2 separate regions of the Hordeum vulgare genome follow, and region 2 is linked to region 1. A link is a contact called in public Hi-C data. All regions are on one chromosome and are shown on one strand. Each heading gives the region's core, a stretch centred on a gene start, on an enhancer-like site or on the middle of the called end of the contact. The rest is flanking DNA. Distances are from core to core; before and after follow the strand shown. Region 1 holds the start of LOC123449919 (F-box protein At4g00755-like). Region 2 holds the start of LOC123447442 (12-oxophytodienoate reductase 1-like).

Evidence for each region. A called contact is a pair of places that touch in the nucleus more often than the background predicts.
Region 2: a Hi-C map of leaf shows a contact between it and region 1, with 3 times the contacts expected there. The contact joins the promoter of LOC123447442 here to the promoter of LOC123449919 in region 1. A contact is called at or near these places in 3 of 6 Hi-C or Micro-C datasets (leaf and seedling) and 1 of 1 datasets of contacts at active chromatin or transcription factors (embryo).

Annotation. Positions count from the first base shown.
Region 1 is chr4H:597,634,875-597,640,636 of MorexV3_pseudomolecules_assembly, forward strand. LOC123449919 (F-box protein At4g00755-like) reads right to left here and starts at 3,230. Exons shown (of 5, transcript XM_045127286.1): 1 at 2,935-3,230; 2 at 2,442-2,840; 3 at 1,219-1,397. The coding sequence starts at 3,082.
Region 2 is chr4H:597,772,989-597,778,750 of MorexV3_pseudomolecules_assembly, forward strand. LOC123447442 (12-oxophytodienoate reductase 1-like) reads left to right here and starts at 2,128. Exons shown (of 4, transcript XM_045124044.1): 1 at 2,128-2,302; 2 at 2,399-2,670; 3 at 2,791-2,964; 4 at 3,075-3,877. The coding sequence starts at 2,229. The coding sequence ends at 3,661.

The sequences.
Region 1 (5,762 bases), core at 1,980-4,479:
ATGCATCCAGTTGGGGAAGAAAATTTTCATGCTTGATATTGGGTATTAGGCCGGTCCTTTACTGGTTTTCGTGTAAAGCGGTCAAATTCCAGGAACCTACTGCTTTATGGAGCCAATTGAAATTATTCCATCATTACATGATAGATCAAAAACTGATTGTGTTTATTTTTTGCGTTTCAATTTGTCCTGAATTGCAACAAAACCATGTATCAGCACTTTTGTTTTATGGCCAAATAGAGCTCCTAAGGTAGTAGGGGTTTGACACAGGAGGATAGATTCGTCCTCTGCGACCAAAGCACCGCTGCCGGCAATTGAGAAGGATGACGGGGTTTAGACAGAGTATACTCTGAATGGTTCAGGAATGGCAGCTACAAGAAGGGTTGTTATTATTTGACCAGAACTTACAAGAGATGTCATGCTTATATAGCATTGCCTTCAACTTACTCTAAACCAATTCGTGCTCTGGCACCAAACCTGGCTTGGATTCTACCTGACCTATTATAATTGACCCTTCCTAATTCTGCCAATTTCTATTCTGGTCTGGCAGGTGCAACTGCTGCGCTCTGCAGTTACCATGTCTGAACTGAACTAATCAGCAGATCCTTTGCTTTAGTACAGTAATCTCTCCTCCTTGTCTTTCTTCCTCAATATGCTTGCCCCAATATACGTCCGAATCAACTTCATCTAGCTTGCAAGACGGTTACAGGAACGATCACTCAAGCAACAATAAATCTCTGTGATATTGTGAAAGAAAACTATTTTCAAAGCTGGGCTCTGAGACCATAACATTTTTCTATGTACACCAGGATGCAGGTTGTAGCTTTCTCGGTTTCACAGTACTTGGCATTTTTAACAACGTGTGCCTATTCAGCCATTTAGGCAATCATTTTCTGAGAGCTTCATGCCCCTCATGATTGTGTGGTTGGTGTAAGTAAAAAAATGTTAATGTGATTGGGTTGATGTGAAGCTACAGAAATATTGAGGCAAAGTGTGCAGGCGTAAAATGCGAAAGGTGTACTGGAATGCGTAAGATGCAAAGTAGTTCAGGGTTTATTTATTTTTGGTAAGATATGTCCAGTATTTATGAAATGAAGTCAATGATATCTTCCACTTAAAGAAAATGATCATGGCGGAATAGCTATAGGTATTTAATAATAGAATTCAGCAGTTCGCTAAACTGTGGATAGGTCAGCAATAGAGAACAAGGCACAAAATCACCTGGAACATAAGGAACTCAGGCGAGGTATAAGTCCAGATGTAGTTTTCATCAGCAATCACTGCTTGGTTGTCATCATCATCTGTGATAAATGACTCTGATCGACGAGGAAGTTTGCAATGGCCCATCCGGAACCGCACCATCTTTGAAGAGTATATAGGATGTCCAATCTGAAAGAATGCTGGCAATTTGAAACAAAAGGCAATGCAATCAGTCATCCGACAAGATAAATATAACTAAGAGAGAAAATTTACAATATTATATGTTTAACAAAATACATTGCTTTGCATTGCTCAATCACCTGGGAGTATTAACCAAATATAGCCATCAATTTACGGGGTGTTATGGACCTCTTTCTTTTAACCTAATTTAGCTACCTATAAGACTATAATAGGTACACCACTTAGTCACCAATCCCCGTAACCGTTATTGGGTAGATTTTCTGGCTAGCTAAGAAGTTTTCCACACTCAATATTCTGTTCCATTTGTAGGCAGATCTGAAAACTGTATATCCTTGCTGTGGCCACTCCATAATTTCCATCAAACTAGATTCCGTTGACCTATTCACATCAATGCCTATATTCCTTATCCTTGTGCCAATTGCCTAATCATCCTCATTCGCTCCTTGAGCAGCGACAACTTGCGGAACAAGATTGCTAGTCTTTTTCTTAAATCCCCTTTACACGTGTCGTTTTGATTGTAGAGTCATGTAAAGTTTGAAACCTACTATTTCGCGCCTTTGCTAACGGTACCGGCTCATTTGTCGGCAAGTGTCAACCTATATGACCCGTTGGACTGATTTGTTCTTTACGAAACAACCATGAACGGGTCATTTATTGCGAACGATGAAACGTTGAGATTCACGGGTCGGAACAAAATCCGACAACACGAAACGGTCCGACTCACCGTCGGAGAGAATTCGACACAACTAAGCGGTCCGATTCACGGTCCGAAAGAAGCCGACAACACGAAACGGTCCGATTCACCGTCGGAAAGAATTCGACACAACTAAGCGGTCGGATTCACAGTCCGAAAGAAGCCGACACAACGAAACGGTCCGAGTCACTGTCGGAAAGAATCGGACATGATAAGCAGACATAGAAATGAAATAACTGACGGCGCAATGGAAACCTGATGGTCAGTTTCAGATGTCAAGTCACCTTAGTTTATGTAATCAGATGAGGTGTCTAGTGACCTTAGTTTATGTATGTATAAGAGAGACTACCTTTGAAGGGCTGTATCCTGATCTCATCGACGACGCAGATGTCGGAGCCGAGCCTGTAGGTGAGCGTCTCGGGCACGTCGGGGTCGTCCTGGCCGGCGCTGGACCAGTAGGAGAAGCGGTTGTTGACGCGGTCCTGCGGCTCGAGCGTGTTGTCGATGGTCTCGTCGGGGAAGTTGTCGGTGCTGGAGGCGCCGATGCAGTGCAGGATGCAGTCAACGGCGGGCCTGGCGTCGGGGACGAGCGCGCCGTAGAGGTGGGAGTAGATCCTGTGCTCGTTGGCCTCGGCGCTGGGCCCGGGGGATGGGGCGGGCGATCTGCGCACCTCCACCGCGCCCGCGAGCACGGCCAGCTCCGGGAACTTGCGCACGCACGCCTTCTTGAGGAAGCCGTTCCCCTCCACTGCGCGCAAAAGGGGGCCGATGTTCTCATCCATTTGTAGCGAGAGGGTTACTGTATGTGCAGCGGGGGTGCGGGGAGGAGGGGGTGAACGGACCGAATCTGCGCCAGGGGCGGGAGACGGTGGCGGCGCGGGCGAGGTCGGCGGGGTCGTGGAGGCGGGCGAAGACGCAGGCGGAGAGGTCGGGGCCGACGAGGTCGAGGAAGGCCGCGGGGTCCCCCTGCTGCTGCTTGGACATGGCCATGGCGGTGGTGTGGTGCCGCCGCCGCGCGCGCACGGCGAGGGAGGACGGAGAAACGCCCTCTGCTCTCCTCCCCGCTCGTTCCTTTTTGCGTTGCGTTTGCTTCCGTCCGCTGCGCCTGCGCCTGCGCCTCAAGGAGGAAGAGGAGGAGCAACCGGCCGCTTGTTTTCGTTTTTTTTCTTTGGTGGTGGTTTTGCGGGGCCCGCGCCTTTTGCTGCGCGCGCCACGTAGACGTAGTACAAGTACACCGGGCACGGCGCCGCGATGTGCTCGTGCCTGTCCGTCCGCGCCTTGCCGTTTCGGCCTCCCCCGAGCAGCCCGCGCCGCGCCCTTGGCGTGCGTGCGTGCGTGCGTGTATCGCGCTCACTCTCCGTGTGCCGCGCTCGTGGTTCCGACCATGGTTTGTTTTTTTTATATGGAAAAAAGTTTTAAATAAACCATTTCTATTTGTGTGTGAAACATTATACTTCTTCAGTCTTAAAATAAATGACCCAACTTTGTATTAAAGTTAATTAATGCAAAGTTAAATCATTTTTGAGTCACTTATTTTAGGACTGGGGAAGCTGGAAGTATTACTCAAAATCGTACCTTCATAGCATCCCAAGGACCTGTACTAAACCAAGTCATAGCTTTACCTTCTAAACAAGCAGATTTAGCTATGTTGTCGCTGACCTTCTTTTGGCTACGATTTACATGAGTAACACAAGAATCAACGGTGAGACCTAAGGTGTTTATAATCTCTCTAATAAGCAACGAATAGACCGAACTATCAACTTCTTTAGCCAGGATTAACTTCACTGCAACAATAGAGTCCATCTCTACCTCAACCTTGAACCTGAGACGAAAGATAAATCGAGGCGAGATTGTTGAGATTCCAACTTGCGACCTGGCGAGATTGCTGGGCACTCTAGCAGATAGCTATTGTTGATAAACTAGAAGCTGTATTTATAACCACACGACCCAACGTCTAAATTTGGATTTTTCTTGAAACATTTTCTTCAAAATTGTCATTTTTTAAATCCAAACATTTTATTGATTTTTTTGGAATTATGATACTTTTTGAAAACCCGAACCATTTTTGAAATCCGCAAAGATTTTTGAAGTGCCGACACTTAAAATACGATTTTGAAACCTGCACACAATTTTAAAGCGCGAACACTTTTTACAATGAAAAAACAATTTTGAAACCTGAAAAATAATAAAAGTGCAGACAAAAATTCGGATACTTTTTATAGAAAAACAAGCAATTTTAAAGTGCGGACAAAGATGCAAACACTTTTCATAAAATATAACGATTTTGAAACCTGGACAAAATTTTAAAGTGCAAAAAAATGCAAACACTTTTTATAAAAATAACATTTTACAACCTGAATAAAAATTTGAAGTGCATACAAAAATGCGAACACTTTTTATTAAAAAAATAATTTTGAAACCTGCACAAAAATTTGAAGTGCGAATAAAAATGCGAACACTTTTTGTAGAAAAACAAATAGTTTTGAAACCTGAATCATTTTTTTAAAGTGCAATCAGTTTGAAAACAAATTAGTGCTTTCAAAATTTTGTTCTTAATCTTCAAGAATTTTTTGTACTTTATATTTTTTGTGGATTAATAAATTTTTATTGTTCACTTTTTTTGCAAAAATGTTTGGAATGTTAAAATTGTTTTTTTGCTTTTAATAATATTTTGATTTCAAATTTCTTGACAACTTTCAAGAAAATGTTAAAAAAATCATATATCAACACTGTGGTGTGTTGTTAAATAGATTCGCACTTCTCTTTAATCACTAAATGTCAGCAGTTAGAGTTGCTGGCGACACAAGCTCAAAAACTACATGTCACACGTTCAATTCAATATAGATAAGTATCAGATAGTTTAGTGTGCTAATTGCAGGAATTAGAAGTTTAGAGTTTGTCTACAAATTCAAGGTTTATTTTAGACTTTTTCCATTCTTGGTGCATGGCACAACTAGCAATGACACGACACGTCGTGGCTTGTGATTTGTCACTGTTTTTGGCTGTTGCATATATAGACGCGGGACATTCTCATGGTTCTTAATTGTGCCATGCATGGCGGGTATGCGTGTATATAGGGTGTATTTGGTATGAGGATCAAAAGTCATGGAATGTCATGGTTCCATCCCAAAGTCATGGGTTGGTTTCATCCTTGTGTTCTTTTGATAATAAAAATGTCATGGGTTGGTTCCGTCCCGGTGTTTAGTTGGAGAGTTGAAATGAGAAGAATATGATGCCACTCACCTCTTCGATATAAATGATGAGATTACGTCTCTCAACAAATAAAGTTATTTGCATTTGACAAGCCTATAGTTTAAATTTTCAGCAACATTTTCTTTCTATTTTCAACACATGCAAATAAAAATATATGATCATGAGTACATACCAAATATTACGAAAAATAATCACAAAAATGAAAAATAACCACGAAAAATAATAATCACGAAAACGAGAAGAAATAACCAAAAAAAATAACCACGAAAACTTTTGTTCGGGTGCGGGGTGAGCGCGGTGAGAATTGCTTGGTTATTTCTTTTTTTCTTTGCTTTCACGGACGAATAACGAGTCGATTCCTCTAAATCGATGGAATCAGTTGGTGAAGCATCTGGTGGGAATATTCCCTGCATGCGGATGACCCAATTCCGGTTCCTAGCCCAACTAAACACGAGAA
Region 2 (5,762 bases), core at 878-3,377, 140 kb after region 1:
AATAGACGTCGCTGGAGAGGGTGTTTTTTGATGACATCCAAAGAAGTCCTGCTGCAATAACTTGACGCATTGTAGATTGTTGTCGGTGAAGAGGCCGTTGATCTTGGTCCACACCGTGTAGGCATCGTCCCCATCGCGAACCACGGTGTGGAAGATGTCCTCCGAGACGGTGAGGAAGAACCACCGGATGAGGCCCATGACGAGGAGGTTGGCGGTGTCGACGATGGGGTCAGTGAGGTTGGAAACGCAGCACGGGCGCGCTCCTCCTCCATCTTCCATCGTTCCTCCTCCGTCTCCTTCTCCAATTCCATCTACCGACAGCCTTCGGCATGCTCCGCCTGCAGGTGCTCCGACTTCCACTGCAGGAGGTAGGCTTCCTCCTACTCCAGTGTCGCGCCCAGCCAGATGGGCAGCGCACTGACCCACTCGCGGACCCAGCCGGTCCACTGCTAGACCTCCCGCGGCTCCGTGGGCTCGTTCTTCGGCGAAGGTGGCACCATGCAGTCGCCGGCGACCGACAGCACGATGGCCTACACGAGCCGCTGCTGGTAAGCCGCCTCGTCCTCGTCGGCCTTGCGCCGCTTTTCCCCCTTGCTCTCGCGGAGAACAGCTTCCAACGCTGCCTGGTTGGCAGCCTCAGCCTCCTGCTCCTCCTCGCTGACTACGGGCGGGGGCGACGGAGGGCCTCCGGGCTGCACGTCGCGCACGCCACGCCGACGCTTCTCCTCGTGCTCGACCGCGAACGAAATCTCCCAGTGGGGGAGTCGGCCGCGTAGGTAGGGTTGAGTTGCTGCTCCAGCATTAGCAGACACTGACGACGACTCACCTCCTCCGCGCGCAACCGCGCCGACCGCAGCACAGCCGGCACCGGGATCCTCTCCGAATCCAGATGCCAGTGGTGCGGGAGGGTAACATCGGGGTAAGGCAGCGACACGCGGTGCTTCCAGTGCCACCGCGCTTGGTGCACCGGCACGCTGACACGCTGGCGAGGCCAGCGGGAAGACGCCGGCGAGGAGATGGCGCGGGGGTGGAGGGGGCTTTGCCCTTGTTTTGAAAGGAGCCACCATGGCACGCGGCTAGGGTTTGGTCGCCGACAAGGTGGCGAGATGGGGAGTGGTGGGTTCTGGAAGCAGATGAGGCGAAACCCACCACAAGGGTGGATTAAAAAAGGTCGACCGCGACCGCTGACGTGTGGGGCCAAGGAGGACGGCTGTCATAAATTATGTTGACCGTGGGTGGTTGGGGCAGACACCAAGAAGGCGCGCGTCCGCTTTGCGTCCGCGTAGACGCATTTCAATCCCAAATGTGGGCCGAAAGTCGGCGCGGACGCGAAACAGACGCGTTTTGGTAATGGGTCATCCGTTTATCAGTGCGGTTCTAAACGGACGGCGGCGGACGAAATAGGTCGCCCAGTTGGAGTTCTCTAAAATGCTCCTTTTAATATAAAAAATCCAAACAAAGTTTCAATGCTTCAAAAATTCTCAGAAAAAAATTACGGTATCATATGGATGTATACTTCATACTCATAAATTTCCATGACGAAATACAGTTACAAAAAAAGATAAATTGCTGATATTGGAGAACGGTGACCGTGTGCGCACTGTTCACTCTAAAAAAATCAACAATTTCACTTTTTTGTGTAGCTCAAGAATCAATGTATTTTCTTCTGAAATTTTACACACATGTAGCATACATTCACATGTCAATGTGGGATTGTTTTTCATAATTTTTTGAAACTTTAAAATGTTATTTTGAAATGTTTCAAAAAAAAAAAAAGGCTTCATGTAGCCCCAGCGCCAAAATGCCGCACTCGGATCAACTACTAATAAGGAATACTAGATGAGACATGAGTTCCAGATATCATCGTACGTAAGTAGCCGATCCTTACCTCGGAGGTGGACCGTCGACGTTCGCATCAACACGCCAACTATTGATAGATGCTTTTCTTTTGGTGCAATCGCTGTAAATGAATCTCGTTGTCTTGCTTTGATTGGTCGAAATTTCCTAGCTTGCAACGGGCGCGCACGATAGCAGCCATAGACAATTACACAGCCACAAAGGTCGATTACCTGCATAATCTCTAGTCCACTTATATTAATTTGGCGCAATAGAAGCTCGACAACACGTCTTGAAGGTGGACTACTACTCCGCTTCCCCTGACCGGAGGTACAAATAGTCACATATAGAGTCCATCGAGCAGGAAGAAGAAGAAGACAGTGGAAGGAAGCATGGAGACGACGACTCCGACGACGACTCCGCTCCTGACGCCATACAAGATGGGCGACTTCAACCTGGCGCACAGGTCAGTTGATTAGTATATAGCCAGTACGTAACTCGTTTCCTTTGAACTAAGAGATCCTGGATCACTGACGCGGCCATGGCCGACAACGCAACGCAGGGTTGTTCACGCGCCGCTGACGCGGTGCAGGTCGTACGGGAACCTCGCCCAGCCGCACAACGCGCTCTACTACGCGCAGAGGGCGGCGCCGGGCGCGCTCCTCGTCGCCGAGGCATGCGCCGTGTCCGAGGCCGCGCGGGGCTACCCGCACGTCCCCGGCCTGTGGAGCCAGGAGCAGGTGGCGGCGTGGAAGCCGGTGGTCGACGCCGTTCACGCCAAGGGCGCCGTCTTCTTCTGCCAGATATGGCACACCGGCCGCGTCTCGCCCGTAGGTTCGTGGGCGCGTACGACATTATCCTCGTACCTTTTTTTCTTCGAAAAGATTAATTATCCTCGTACGTACCAGTGGTGTTCGTTTTTCTCATTTTTCCAATGGACGGATCATGTCACAGAGTTCCAGCCTAATGGGCAAGCTCCGGTGTCGAGCACGGATAAGCAGGTGACGCCTCAGGTCGCCCATGACGGCAGTGTCTTCGAGTTCGCGGCCCCTCGAAGGTTGGAGACGGCGGAGATACCCCACATCGTCGACGACTTCCGGGTCGCCGCCAGGAACGCCATCAGAGCCGGTAACTGACGATCAACCATGCATATCCGATCACCAAGACACCAACTAGGCAACTACAGCACAGCCCTCATCTTGCGACGCTGATCGTCGATCATTTGTGATCAAATTAAGGGTTCGACGGCGTGGAGATCCACGCGGCCAACGGGTACCTCATCGACCAGTTCATGAAGGACGGCGTCAACGACCGGGCCGACGCGTACGGCGGCGGCCTGGAGAACCGCTGCCGCTTCGCCGCGGAGGTCATCGCGGCCGTCTGCCACGAGGCCGGCGCGGGCCGCGTCGGCGTGCGCCTCTCCCCGTTCGCCGACTACGTCGACTGCGTCGACTCCGACCCGGAGGCGCTCGCGCTGCACGTGATCGGCGCCATGAACGGGCTCGGCGTCCTCTACTGCCACATGATCGAGCCGCGGATGTGCGTCAACGAGCGGATGATCCCGCGCCGCCTGCTGCCGTTCAGGAAGGCATTCAAGGGCACCTTCATGGTGAACGGCGGGTACGACCGGGAGGAAGGGGACAGGGCCGTCGACGAAGGCTACGCCAATCTTGTGGCGTACGGGCGGATCTTCTTGGCCAACCCCGACCTGCCGGAGAGGTTCAGGAGGAACGCCGCTCTGAATAAGTACGACAGGAGCACCTTCTACACATTCGATCCTGTTGTTGGCTACACCGATTACCCTTTTCTTGATCAGGATGATTAGCTGACTGCTTCACTGCTGTTGTGCTTAGGACCTGGGAGATTCTAAGGCCTTGTATAATGACGGGGTAGGGATGCGCGTGTCCAGATATAGAAGAAATTCATATCATCATGCTTTAATGCCCATAACCGTGAAAGATTCTCTTAGTGGTAGGCATCATTCTCATTCATAGCGAGATATTTGTATATGACTTCATCAATTTAAAATCGCATTCATTGAGGTGGGTGTATGTAAGCGTCTACATTTTTTTTTCTTTAACGTTTAAATGCAGCAATTTAGTGTATGTTTGTGCCAGAAGAAAAAAAGCTGGTGCACGTTTCAAGTGGCACATTCTTGTTGCCACTTTTCGTGTTCATCATCTTGTCGATGACGTTATGATTTTGGCATCGGCAATTGGAAAAGATTGATGAAGCCGTATTCATGTCCTTTGATGATGTTTCATTCAACTTCGCACTATCATTGGATGAAAGAGTAGAGGTGTGTTGAAGTTGGATTTTTTATAATTTTTTAAATATTTGAATGCAAGACGCGTGTGGTGACTTCATCAATTTCAAGTCTTATTAAAGGTGCGTGTATGTGAGTGTCTGCATCTATACTTTTTCCTTCAATCTTTGAATGCATTAATTTAATGTGTCTGTTTGCACCGGGGAAAAAATGCCAACATGAAGGGTCAGTTCTTTTGGTGGCTTTTTTAAGCTTTTAGAATAAGTTGCCCCCTATCCAGCTTATTCTAGAAGCCCAATCAAAAATATATTTTTAAAAGTCTACCAGGCAAGTTTTAGTTAATAGACTTTAAAAAAATTGATTGAGCTTCTAAAATAAGTTGGGTAGCGGGTAGCTTATTCTAAAAGCGAGCAAAGAAACTAGACCATATTCTTGTCGGCACTTCTCATCTTCGTCACCATCGTCGATGTTGGTAGGATTTTGATGTCCGCAATTGAAAAAGGTTGATGAAGTTGTATTCATGTCCTTCGATGACGGCTCATTCAGTTTCACACTATCATCAGATGGAAGAGTAGTGATGTGTTAAAGTTGATTTTTTTACAATTTTCCGAAATATTTGAATGCAAGCGGGGTTTTACTATGTTGAATTTTCTTGAAGAGAATGTTTATTTGCTTGGCATTCCCATTTCCTTTTTTTCTTTCAGTGTTTGGATTTGGCCCAAACGCAAACATTTAGACATAGATGTTTGTCAAAAAAAAGACACACACTTTGGTGGCATTTCGTTCCCTAATATTAATTTAAAAGAGAGTCAATTACACCATAAGTGCTTGAATTTGGCAAGAAACGTCAGTTTGATGCTAGAACTTGCAGCATACATTGAATCGGTGACATAACTTGGCTTAGACGTGCATCTACGGCGCTAATCATGTTTTGTATACATATAATATGCTGACAAGGTGCGCCAACATGGCGTGAGACCCAATTCAGTGACTGGAAAGGTGGGGATGGACGTGCGACCTGGGTTTTTGCGAAAAACACCCTACTAACCAAGATGGGCCTTAAATGGACTGCAATGATCGCAGCTCATATTTACCATGATCGTGTTTGTAATTCATATATACTATTATAAATAATATTACTATTGAAATTACATAATGTTTTTTAAAATAATGATTATATACATATTAGAATTACATTAGCAATATTTTAATTAATTATATTGCTCGTAAAGTAAATACATGAATACATCCTAAAAATACATGAATATTTTTTTGAATAAATTAATAAAACATGATTTTTATTATAATTTGCCAAAATTATTATAATTAGTTAATATTATTTTATCTATAGAAATATTTCTAAAAAACAATTTAATATTTGATAGGATGAGATTGACGTTCTTTATAAAACCTTTTTTAGAATTATGTGAACATTATTTTAAATAGAAATATTTTTAGAATGACATGAATATTATTTTAGATAATAATAATTATTAGAATTACATGAACATTTTGGTAAATAAGAATCTATTTTTAGAATAACATGAACATGATCTTAAATATTTTTATTATAATTATACAAATATTATCTTAAATATGTTAACTTATTTTTATGTATAATATTTTTTTGTGTATTCTTACGAAGTGTTATGAAAAAAAA